4 separate regions of the Mus musculus genome follow, and regions 2, 3 and 4 are each linked to region 1. A link is a contact called in public promoter capture Hi-C data. All regions are on one chromosome and are shown on one strand. The core of a region is the stretch at or near the end of the contact, and the rest is flanking DNA. Distances in the headings are between cores, read along the strand shown.

Region 1 (3,039 bases), core at 137-2,636:
GCCACCGGCTACAGGCGCAAGGGGGCGGAGCCACACAAGAAACCTGCTGGTTGCATCAAGCTTATGGCACCGGTGGTGGAATGTAGCGCTCGAGAATAATTCCTGGCAGAAGTGGTTCCTGAAGAGTTTCTAGGTCGCTCTGTCTAATCCCATTTTCTCGTCTAAAGCTTGGGTAGGCGGCAGGGACTGAGGATGAACTTTGAAATCTTTAATATTTTTAAAATTAATGAACAATATCGCTATAATCGTCATTTTTAGAGTACTAAAGCCTTTAACCATTTGTAAACACGTTACATTCGTCTAAATCTTACAACCCCTTAGGGTGGTGTCTTTCTGACTTCGCGGGGAACAGAGTGGATGAATGCAGAACTTTTTGTTTTGTTTTTCACTTTTTCGGATAGCATCTTAAAGTTTAGTTGAGGCTGTTCTGGAACTCATTAGGTAGCTCAAGGAGTCTCAAACTTGTAGTGATCCGATCCCCTGGCCTCAGCTTCTGGAGTACCAAGTATCACACGAGGATAATTTTTAGGTTTTTGAGACTGTCTCTTCTGTGGCTTAGAAGGGTCTACAGTTTGCAGTGTAACGTAAGCTGGGCTGCCTTTTTTTTTTTTTTTTTTTTTTTTTTTTTAACCTTGACTATTGAGATTACAGGCATGAACCATCACCACTAGCCGAGTGAGATACTTAAAAACTTTAAAATTACTATTTTGCGATTGCTTGTGGGTCGGTGAGGAGGTCAGAATACAACTTCTGGGAGTAAAGTTTCTTTTTCTGCCTTATGAGTTCTAGGCAAGTGAGGTCCCTGAGCCAAGCCTTCTCATTGGCTCTTGACAACACACAGACGAAAACCCAAAATTAGAGGAGAATCCGAGCATCTATTTTCTAGCGAATACTTCAAATAATTGTTAACTCGTGCTTCGTTCTTTCTCCTCTTTGGACACGGATACAATGTCAGGAAAAAAACTTGCAAGAGCCTTTTCTATATACTAGAAAACAAAAACAATCGTTCAAGCAAACAGTAGACGTGAAAGCTACATCTGGTGGTTAACATTTTTTTTCTTTTTTTCTGGGGCTAGCAATGCCCTAGTCAGGTATTTTAACCTTAATCCTACACACGGCCTCGAGCGGCCACATCCCACCCTTTATTACTCCGGTTACCTCCCTTCCTCCACCGCCCTGGCTATCGCATCGCTTCCTGCTAGCCCCGCCCCTTCCTGAATTGTCCCCGCCCTCCGCTTTGCTTGGCCGTCTTTCACGCTCGCCCCACCCTCTTTATTACTCCCGGTTCATCTTTTCCGCCACTCAACGCGCCCATTACCTCCTGCGCGCCCCGCCTCTTCCGGGACTGTTCCCGCCCCTTCGCTGGTCGCCCCTCCCCGCCTCCTCCCCTTTGACGTGGCAGAGGCGGCACCAGCCATGTTGTCCTGGCCCAGGCCCTCCAAGAGGCCGGGGGCGGGGCGGGGCCGCCCCTGATTGCGGTGCCACGGCTGCTACAGGGCTTTGGAGCGGACTGACGACTGTGCAAGGCGGAGGCTGTGGCCGTCACGGAGCTTCTAGGTAGGTACTGTGGTAAGGACTAGCGTGGCAGCCACCTCTGCTCCACCGGGGTCTTAGTCGGAGCTGGGAGGCGGGCGGCGGGCCGGAGTGTCAGGATTGTTGGCTCTGTCCCGGCTGTGCTCTCGCATAAGCAGCGGGGCGTGCCGGAGGCTGTGGCCCAGCGCCGAACCGAGATCGCTGAACCCTGTGCTTGTCATGGCGACGGAGCGCCCTCGTCTTTAGTCCTCTTAGTTTAGGTGGAAGGACCGTAGCAGGATGGAGACCGAGGGTCTGAGCATCTGGCTCTGCACCCACCCCCACCTCCTGGGTGACACGCTTTGCCAACCCTGCCCAAGGCTCCTGTGCCCTGGGGCCTCTAGGTTCGTTTCTTGACTGCCCAGGAGTGCCCTAGACTTTGAACCCAGGTGACTACATCACCTGTAATTCGGCCTTGGGCCTTATAAAGGTTAAAGAAAAAACCACCAGGTATAGCTAGTGCCTGGGGCCTTGATTATTAATGATCAGGTTTCAGAACTGAGCAATACCATGCACTGGGGCATTTATTCTGTCTGTAGAGCTTTACTGTTTGTGGGAGAGGAACAGGAAGAGGTAAATAAATCCATAGGTAGAGTAGAGTTGGAGATGTCTAATTCATCTCGTCAGCTAAACTTCTGTCCTGTCTTAACACAACCCCACCCTAAACCACGGATAGCTAGGCACATTTACTGAAAGAAATTTAAATTTAAATGTATACTAACATCTTCCTTCTTTCCAGCATCATCAGAGGGCCTTTGTTTTTTAATTGTTTCAATGACCAATTTTATTATTGCCCCCAAAATTCTCACATAACTGATGTGAAATTTGAAGGCCAGAGAAGTTTATTGCCCAAGAGCAAAAATTTGTTACTCAGTCTATTTCATTGGAAATTTTACAACTGGGCCTGGGAAGATGGCTCAGAAGTTAAGAGCACTGGTTGCTCATCCACATGAATACACACACATACACGGGCACAGAAACACACACTCACACAGAGAACTCACTACTGGCTTACAACCTCTTGTAATACACTTACACACACAGTGCCTCATTACCTATTTACAACGATTTGTAACACACCCACATACCTTTCATCTCAACCCCCAGCTCACTAGTGGTTAACAAGCAACTCCATTGGTAGAGGATCCACCACCCACTTCTGGCTTCCACAGGTACTGCACACACATAGTATACAGGCAGATACAGGCAAAACACCAATAGACAAAAATGAAATAAATATATATAAAAGAAAACTTGCAACTGAAATGTAGGGAGGTAAGGTGGTAACAGATAACTAATTTACTTAAAATTTGTATGTTTTCCCATTAGGAATGCATAAGGGGGTAAAAATGGAATAGAGAAAACCGATACTATGGGAAGCCTTTCAGGATGTAGGAAAGTGTTTGCTGTGTTATGATAAAGTGACATGAGGCTTTGACTCTATCAGGAGAAATTACTTAATTAAAA
Region 2 (3,039 bases), core at 137-2,636, 4.4 Mb after region 1:
GATCGAGGCCAGCCTATACTACATAGTGAGGTCCTGTATATTGGTTAAGTTATTTTTGTTTTTGTTTTTCATTTCCACAAAAAACTAGAATCACTTGGGAAGAGGGAACCTTAGCTGAGGAACATGAGATTGGTCTATGGTGGGCGTGTCCTCCCTACTGTGGGCAGTGCCATTGCTAGGCAAGTGGGGTCTGGGCCGTTTAAGAAAGCAAGTTGAGCAAGCCAGAAAGAGCATGCTCCTAAGCAGTATTCCTCTGTGGTTTCTGCTTCAATCTCCTGCCTGGAGTTCCTGGCTTGGCTTCCCTCCGTGATGTTCTGTAACCTACAAGACGAAATAAAATAAAATAAAATGACTAGGCACCTTGTGAAAGCAGATCTCAAGTCTATTGTTGTTTGTAAGGTCTTTGCTCGTAAGGAGCATAAGGAATTTAAGTTAATACCTGTCAACCTGGAAAGGTTTTAAAGCTTAAAGCAGCAGGTTTGAAACTTTTAGACATGTGAGTTGCAGGCTACTTAATTATGTCATTTCACAAGCACACAGTGCATGGGCTTTAGAGGAGTGGAATACAGCCGGTACTGCTGCAGGTCATAGGAGTGAATCTTTAGGAGACAGATCACATGCTGACCTCAAGCTGTCTTTAGAACCCACTAGATCAAGTGCACTTCTCTTGATTGTGACCTACATGGTTGTTTTCTAAGTGTAGTCATAGAAATATTGGCAACTGTCTATGGCCAATTCTTTTGTCTTTAGGTTAGGGAATACTAGTGCGTGTGTGTGTGTGTGTGTTGTGTGTGTGTGTACTCGCGCGCGCATCCTAGATAGGTCTGTTTTCACGCATGTGCTCGGAGGAAGGGAAGAGCTGATGAACATATTACTTCTACAGTTTTCAACATCTTCTTGGCTGGGTGTCATTTGGCATCCACATTCTCTTTGACCCCCGCATTCCCTCTTGCACAAGGCACTGTTTATTTGCATGCCCGACTCTTTAGTAGCATTCTCACCCAGCCCTATCATCTCTTGGCCCAGAAGGGATTCATGAGGTAGGAGAGAGATTACATACACTGGTTTCTAAAGGAATCCTTCTGGGCTGGTCTGAAGGATCCGGCCTCTTAAGGGCACCATCTCGCATGGACACCAGTGGGGACTGAAGCCGGTCTTGCAACCGCCATGCGTGCGCGTGGAGATGCAGAACTAGCACTTAAACCCAGACCGTTTCCCAGGGCTGGGGAGCTCGCTCCGGGCGAGGCGCGGGGCGGGACAGGAGCACACGAAGTGGCCGCTTGGCCAATAAGCGCAAGCCAGGAGGAGCCGGCGGTGGCCGCTCGGGTGCGCGCGGGGTTGGGCGTACACGGTGACGCGCAGGCTCGGCAGGACCAATGGGCGCAGGGTGGTGGCGGGCGGGCCCCAAGGCCTGGGGCTTTAGGAGGTGAGCGGGCCGCGGGCCCGCCTGACGCTGCTACACCGCGGGAGGCGCATGGCGGGCATGGCGCTGGCGCGAGCATGGAAGCAGATGTCCTGGTTCTACTACCAGTACCTGCTGGTCACTGCGCTCTACATGCTGGAGCCCTGGGAGCGAACCGTGTTCAGTATCCTGTGTGTCCTGGCCTGGCTGGGGCGTGGAGGGGTGCGCGCGCCGGGTTGGAAGGGGGTGGGGGGGTGTCTTGGGGTCAAGGGAGGTGGAACCGCGGAGATCCGGGTCTTGTACGCAATTCCCCTGCCCAAGGTGGAGGCATCCTGATTTCTGCAAGCAGTCGGGAGGGCGACGTCTCCCCTGGTGCTTCCTTGTCCCGCTTCGGCCGCGCCTGCTTTTGATCCTTCAGTATTCTTTGAGGCAGGGTTGCTGCAAATCGCTCCGGGCTTGGGCGTCTTTAACCCTTAGCTATTCCTGATTTGGAGCGATAGAACTCTAACCAGTTCACCAGGTTGTGAGTACGTGGTCTTGACACTCCCACACAGTTTTGGAAAGCAGTTTGTAAGTTACTGAAAGGCCTTTTGGGCTTCAAAATGGCAGTTTTAAAAGTGTGTTATATTTATGACTTCTTTGCATCATAGGTACAAGCTGTGCCCAGAAAAGACTTTGCTGGGGTTTCAAACTGTGCTTTGTTGTTTAGTTTATCACCGGTTAAGAATTGTTGAGTGATGACTTTGCTGAGCACTTTGTGTGTATGTTATCTTGCCTAATTTTAACAGCTCCAGCGAATAGCTCAAGGTTGTGAAGCCTGATGTTTGTTTTCGCCCAATGTCTATGCCGCTATCCTCTGATTTCCGTGTCGACGAAATACTAGCAATTCATTCTTTTAACGCTCCACTTCTCCTTTCCTTAATATAAAAAGAATATACCACATCACATGCTTATTTCATCCGCTCAGCTTCTTGTGGTTTAGCTTTGTTAGGAACAACTTCACAAACGCGTTCCTAGGACTGAGGTAGAGCTTCTTTGCAAGCTTTTTCAAGGGTGCTGGTGTGGAAATAGCATGAGGTTATTTGGAGCTGACTCTTGAAAAATTTTAGCGTCTTGCAAGACTATTACTGTGAGCAATTATTTCCTAACCTAAAGTTTAATAACCAGAATGTATATTTGGGGCTCCGGATTAAGAAAGCCTGATTTTCCGAATCGTTTATTTGTAGCTTCAGTTTGCTCTTTGGATTTTGTAGGTCAGATAACATCTATATTTAAATTTATGCCTAATTGGAACTTTTCAATAGTAGCAGGTAATCTTTTGATTAATTCATTAATTAATTCAAAACACGGTTTCTCTGTGTACCCCTGGATGTCCTGGAACTCATTCTGTAGACCAGGCTGGGTAGCAGTTAATCTTGACTGATAATTATCTTACTACAATTAATGTTGACAAAGCCCCATTAAATAATAATAATGAAAGCCAGCTGTGATGGTTCATGACTGATTACCATGCTCAGAGAGCTGATTCAAGAGGAATGCTGGGAGTTCAAGGCTGCCTGAGGTACATAATACATAGCTACTACCAGGCAAGCCAGGGTTACATAGCAAAACTCAAAGGAAAAGGAAGCCAGGCAGGC
Region 3 (3,039 bases), core at 227-2,726, 4.3 Mb after region 1:
GTTAGTATCTGACCTTTTTACAAAGTGAGTTCGAGGACAGAGAAACCCTGTCTTGAAAACACCAGAAAAAAAAGAAAACAAGTTGTTGGTGCTAACTGAGATAGTAAAACTTATTTCAACTGACAATTACCTTACACATCATTCAAAAATAAACCTAGGGCTGGTGAGATGGCTCAGTGGGTAAGAGCACCCGACTGCTCTTCCGAAGGTCCGAAGTTCAAATCCCAGCAACCAGGCTCACAACCACCCGTAATGAGATCTGATGCCCTCTTCTGGAGTGTCTGAAGACAGCTACAGTGTACTTATATATAATAAATAAATAAATCTTTAAAAAAAAAAAAAAAAAAAAAACTAAAACACCAGGTAGAAAGCAAGTCTTTCGCAATGCTAAAGTAAATGTTTTCTATTTTTTCAACAAAAATGCCAGGGGAGAGCGCGAACGCAGTCCCCCACTACCACAAATTATGCAGTCGAGTTTCCCGCATTTGGGGAAATCGCAGGGGTCAGCACATCCGGAGTGCAATGGATGAGCCTCGCCCTGGGAAAACCACCTTCGTGATCATGGTATCTCCCCTGCCAGGTAAGTATGAGTTGCGAGTGCCGTGTGCAGGCTCTCCATCATTGTATACTTACTTTATAACTACGGTCTCTTCCTCAATGCGTCTTCTCTACATTATATTCTCTTTTCTAACCTTGATCCATAAATATACGCTTATATTATGTAAATATTATCAATAACGGAAAAAAATGTCTATTTAGGGAGAACCGGTAGCCTTTGCGTGAAATTCTCATCTACATATTCCACGCCTTTGTGGTGACGCCGCGGGAACTCGTCTGTAGGCCCCTCAACGCGACTCCGCCCACTAAGGCTGTGAGGCGGGGGCGGGGTTTGTTGGTAGTGGGCAATCGAATCTGGAATTCAAAACCTAAGCTTCTGCCCAGGCTCTGGGCAAAGAAAAAGTTTTTTTTAGCTCAATTCAGTTTCTGCTAGCGGAGGACAGGATTCTAAGAGATCCACCCTTGTTAAGTTTAACTAGTAAAAGAAAAATCGTTTTTCCGTGGTGTTTTTCTGAGTAGGTCTATTATACATTATTTACTTGCACACAGCCAATAAACCTAATAAAAACCATGAGAGAAGGGCTAAGATAACAACTTTGAAGAAATAAATCTGACTGGATAGTGATATACAACTGTAATCTCAGCTCTCCGCAGGTCACGGTAAGCAGAGCGAAGCCAGCCTGGGCTACATAACTGGTTACAGGTTAGACTGGGTTAGTGAGACCTTTTCAAAACCTAAATAAAGCTTAAGTTAAGAGGAGGAGGAGGAGGAGGTGGCGGCGGCGGCGGCGGCGAGAAGAAAAATGCACAAAGACAACTGCTATTTTCAGCGGAAAAGAAAACGTAGAGACGTGTTAACATTGACCCTCCGCACGCCCCGTCTCTTGCATCCTTGTCACTGGACGGCTTGCGCAGGCGCACAGGAAGGACTCGCAGTACGGGCGGAAGTGGAGTCTCCGGGAAGCTTTGGGGAAGGCGCTGGCGGAGTACACAGACGCCGGGGCGGTGTAGGCGTCCTCAGGTCGCCATGAACCGACTCCAGGATGACTATGACCCGTACGCGGTGGAAGAGCCGAGCGACGAGGAGCCGGCTCTGAGCAGGTGGGCCGCTGCCCCGCGTCTCCGCCCTGCCTTGGCTGAGGCCGTTGTGTTGTTCGCGCCGGCCGTCCCTGGGCGCAGTGTCGTCCGCTTCACTTGCGGGAGCCTCGGGGCGCTTGATGGCGCTGCTCAGTCTCTAGGGAACCAGGATGGACAGCAGTGCGGGAAGAGGGATGTTCCGGAATTACGTGGGCCCCCAGGCGTGAAGCCTTAGATGGAACCCTGTTTACCGTTTACTAGCACTGTGACCGAAGGCAAGTCAGTTCTCGGCCTCGCATCTGTAAATGGAAATACAAGTATGGGACAGTGTCCTAAGCTAGTGAGGGCCTGGCCCTTAGCACGAAGTACTTATCTTGAAGACTGTCAAGTAGAAACTAGGGAATAGAGAATGGAAAAAAAAAAAAAAAGGAATGGGCTTTTTTTTTTTTTTTAAGTTATGATCTCCACACGCATGCCATAGCACCCATATGCCCATATACACAACATTTTTCTTTCTTTCTTCCTTCCTTTCTTCCTTTCTTTCTTTCTTTTGTTTTTCGAGACAGGGTTTCTCTGTATAGCCTGGCTGTCCTGGAACTCACTCTGTAGAGCAGGCTGGCCTCGAACTCAGAAATCCGCCTGCCTCTGCCCCCCAAGTGCTGGGACCAAAGGCATGCGCCACCATGCCCGGCTATACACAACATTTTTAAAACTGTAATTTAAAAGTTAAATGAATTAAGTCAGACATGGTAGTGTATGCCTATAATCCCATCATTTAGGAGGCCAGAGGGTGAAGAGTTCAAAGCTGGTTCTGGGCTACGTAAGATTTTGTCTTAAAACAAGAAAAAAATGTCCAAGGCATTTCTTGCAGCTGGCTTTTGCTTTGTTGTTCTTTTTCCCGCAGTTTTTTTTTTTTTTTTTTTTTTTTTGTTTTGTTTTTTTTGAGACAGGGTTTCTCTATAGCCCTGGCTGTCCTGGAACTCACTTTGTAGACCAGGCTGGCCTCGAACTCAGAAATCCACCTGCCTCTGCCTCCCGAGTGCTGGGATTAAAGGCTTGCGCCACCACGCCCAGCTCACGCCTGGCTTTTTTCTCCGCGTCTTAATCTACAACTTGTCTCCTTCCATGTGGGTCCCAGAAATTGAACTCAGGTCATGAGGCTTGGTGACAAGCCCTTTGTCTGCTGCTGAGTTATCTTGCTGGCCCTGACTTAATTCATTTTTGTTGTTTTATTTCTTCCTATTATTGATGTACATTTATTATAATTCTGTTGATAGGAAACTAATCACAGAAGTCAGTCTACGATGACAGAAGTTAGTTAGAATTTGGAATGTACTGTAATTTTCTTAGGGCTATGATGTAGCTCAACGGTAGAACAGGTGCATGAAATGCTGGGTTCAGTTT
Region 4 (3,039 bases), core at 372-2,871, 4.2 Mb after region 1:
CATGGTGGCTCACAACCATCTGTAAGGAGATCTGACGCCCTCTTCTGCAGTGTCTGAAGACAGCTACAGTGTACTTACATAGAGAGAGAGAGAGAGAGAGAGAGAGAGAGAGAGAGAGAGAACATGGTCGGAATGCACTGGGGAGGGGAAGCCTGTGAGCTGGAGACGTTTAGGGTAGGGGCAGGGTGAGAAGAGCTAAGAGGAGCTGGGCTGCCATCATGGGCCCTGTAGTAGATATTTGAGATGCTGAGAGCCTGGAGGCTGGCCAGCATGTGCACTTTGGTCATTTCAGACTTTTTGTTGATGATAAAGGGCAATGGAATCTCTCTGTAACTGCTTCTTGGCTGAAATTAGGGTGTCATTGTCAGAGCCAGGAAGGCTGAGATGCTAGTAAGGCCAGGGGTGGAGAGAAGATTCACACCAGCAGATCGTTATTTACATGTATATGTGTAGGAAGGGAGGTGGAGAAAATGAGTCAATTGCAGACACGGTGGTATTTGTTTGGATGTGAGGCATGAGGAGATGAAGGATCTGAAGAGGACAAGTCGAAACCAGGCTTGGACCTTGAGAGTGATGATGTCATTAAGTGGAGACACAATAGTCCGGGCGGTGGTGGCACACGCCTTTAATCCCAGCACTTGGGAGGCAGAGGCAGAGGCAGGCAGATTTCTGAGTCAGAAGCCAGCCTGGTCTACAGAGTGAGTTCCAGGACAGCCAGGCCTATACAGAGAAACCCTGTCTCTAAATAAATAAATAAATAAATAAATAAATAAAAGTGGAGACACAGCTTTGCTTGAGTGATCCTTTGTAGAAGTGAAGTGTGGTAAGTTAGAAATGATTATTTTTATAAAATTTATTTATTTATTGGTTTTGTGTGTGTGAAAGGACAATCTGCAGTACCATTCTACCTTGTGGGTCAGTCCTGGGGCTTGAACTCAGGCCTCTAGGCTTAGCAGCAAGTACTTTTCCTCACTGCTAAACCAACATGCTGGCCCAAGGGATTATTTTCTTGAAGCATCTGTGGATGCTCCTTTCCTGCTACTCAGCTGGACAGTTAGATCAGGTCTGGCGATTGTTTCTTAGTATACAGGCAAGGAATACTCTTGTAATGAGAACGGCTCTGTTTTTATAGTGCTCGGTCATTAGCACCCCAAACTGAGGTAGTTATTACTTCCCCAGCAGTAAAAGCTTGATTATAGCCCCTGTCTGCTTATTGTGTGAAGGCTTTTGGCTCCTGAAACTTCCACAGGCAATATGGTATTAATGGTGATTAATCATCATGTAACTCAATACAAAGACAAGAATATTTACTGTGACTTCCTGGGAGTACTGGTACAGTTTTTTAGGGGCCCTCGGGGGCAAGAGACGTGGACCGTTCTCCGGGTGGCCCTGGGGCCTTCCCAAGCCTGAGCTCGCCAGCAGTGAGCAGCGACTATCGCTCTGGGCCAACCCTCCCTCTTACCTGGAGCAAAGGACCCTGCGTCCTTTCCCCTTCAGGGACTGCTCCCCCTCCTAGAGCGGGCGGGGGGCGGGGCTGGCGCTCGGCTCCGCCCTCCGCCCCACCCGCGCGGCCGACTAGGTTCGTGGCCTTGCTTGTGCGACTGCGCGAGCCCTGGACTCGAAGCAGCCATGATGGTGGGTGTTCACGGCGGCGCCGAACTCGGGGCGCGCGGTGGGGGCGGCGGGCGCGGGGACGGCGCGGGCTGGGCGCTAATGTCTCTCTTTGTGTCTCCCCCTTTCCCTGCCTCCCCTTCGGTGTGCTGGGCCCGCCGACCCCACAGGAAGGCCTGGATGACGGCCCCGACTTCCTCTCGGAGGAAGACCGCGGAGTAAGTTGTGTCTTCTGTGGTCTCGACCCTCGGTCCCTCCCCCGCCGTGGCCCGAGAAGGGGTCCAGGCTGCGCTGCCGCCCTGGGTCGCCCTCCCGACCTCCGCGACGCGCGCCCCGCCCTTCTGCAGCCCTTCGTCCCTGGGGTCGGGCGCTTCTCGGTTCCGCTGGTCCCGTGGCCGCTTTCTCGCCCTAGGTGGGCGATCCAACCCTGTGCTGAGCTTGCTTTTCCCAGGCCCCGCTGCAGGTGGGGTGGCCGGGTTGGAACGCCCCCATCCTTGACTCTCTGGGCCACGAAACCCATTTTCAGACCTTCCCGGTGGTACCGTCAAAATCTTTCTGTGGCTTTCTGGAACCTCGTTTCTCCTTTCTCTGCTGAATGGTATGGATTTGGTCTAAATTTACTCTTTTGTAATGATTTTTTTGCAATCAGCAAATCTCAGTTTTGCCCTAAAAGATTTTTAAAGAACGGGTCGCTTTCAGTATCTTTACTTTTTCTAGTATATTCCTCAATCCCCATCCTTTTCAGGATTCTCTCGATATTGTCTCCCATCTCTAGCTCATGTTAAGGTATGACTTACAAAATAATAATTTATATAAAGATGTACAGCGTGATATTTTGATGCGTGTAGAGGTTGTGAAATAATTACCATTGTCAAGTTAATGAACACAGACCTCACTCGGGACCTTACTCAGGTACCTTCATTTTCTTTTTTGAGGAGAGCACTTGGTCTGCTCTCAGCAGAGTTTCAAGTATCCATTATTATTAGTCACTCCACTGTACATTAAGTATCCAGAACTTAAAACTGAAAGTTTGTATCCTTTGACCACTCTCCCCCCTCCCCGCTTCCTGCCCCTTGTTCAAAGGTCTCATTTCTCGCTCCCACTGCATCCCCCCAGCAGCACTCCATTTGTCTTAGTGAAAGATAGCATTGCATGTAGAGCCTTGTACAGGTGCACTGTTACTAATGTATGACTGCCACTAAGCAAAGTTTCATTGTCACCATTTTATCACTCAGCAGCTCACACTTGTCCAGAAACTTGGTTTGAAACAAGTTTCCTTGTACAAAGCAATTTTTTTCCTGCCTCCCAAGTGTGGATGTGGTGCATGCCTCCTAGCCTAGTTTTCCTTTTGTTTTCTATTTTGCGGCTACTTATCCATCCTAGAAAATGTGAGAGATGCAGGTGTTAGTGGATTCAGGATAGATGGTA

Evidence for each region. Promoter capture Hi-C pulls out the DNA fragments that hold promoters and counts their contacts.
Region 2: a contact with region 1 is called in a promoter capture Hi-C map of pre-B cells. The contact joins the promoter of Sptssa here to the promoter of Sec23a in region 1. A contact is called at or near these places in 2 of 39 promoter capture datasets (the C10 cell line and pre-B cells).
Region 3: a promoter capture Hi-C map of pre-B cells shows a contact between it and region 1. The contact joins the promoter of Eapp here to the promoter of Sec23a in region 1. A contact is called at or near these places in 3 of 39 promoter capture datasets (the C10 cell line, cranial neural crest and pre-B cells) and 1 of 484 Hi-C or Micro-C datasets (B cells).
Region 4: a contact with region 1 is called in a promoter capture Hi-C map of pre-B cells. The contact joins the promoter of Snx6 here to the promoter of Sec23a in region 1. A contact is called at or near these places in 3 of 39 promoter capture datasets (cranial neural crest, maxillary cranial neural crest and pre-B cells).

Annotation. Positions count from the first base shown.
Region 1 is chr12:59,010,364-59,013,402 of GRCm38.p6, reverse strand. It overlaps Sec23a (SEC23 homolog A, COPII coat complex component), which reads left to right and starts at 1,386. Exons shown (of 20, transcript NM_009147.2): 1 at 1,386-1,557. It overlaps Gemin2 (gem nuclear organelle associated protein 2), which reads right to left and starts at 12. Exons shown (of 10, transcript NM_025656.5): 1 at 1-12.
Region 2 is chr12:54,654,919-54,657,957 of GRCm38.p6, reverse strand. It overlaps Sptssa (serine palmitoyltransferase, small subunit A), which reads left to right and starts at 1,386. Exons shown (of 2, transcript NM_134054.2): 1 at 1,386-1,586. The coding sequence starts at 1,475.
Region 3 is chr12:54,694,331-54,697,369 of GRCm38.p6, reverse strand. It overlaps Eapp (E2F-associated phosphoprotein), which reads left to right and starts at 1,476. Exons shown (of 6, transcript NM_025456.4): 1 at 1,476-1,659. The coding sequence starts at 1,586. Gm22513 (a small nuclear RNA gene) reads right to left here and starts at 588; the gene lies at 425-588.
Region 4 is chr12:54,794,244-54,797,282 of GRCm38.p6, reverse strand. It overlaps Snx6 (sorting nexin 6), which reads left to right and starts at 1,621. Exons shown (of 14, transcript NM_026998.3): 1 at 1,621-1,635; 2 at 1,782-1,829. The coding sequence starts at 1,630.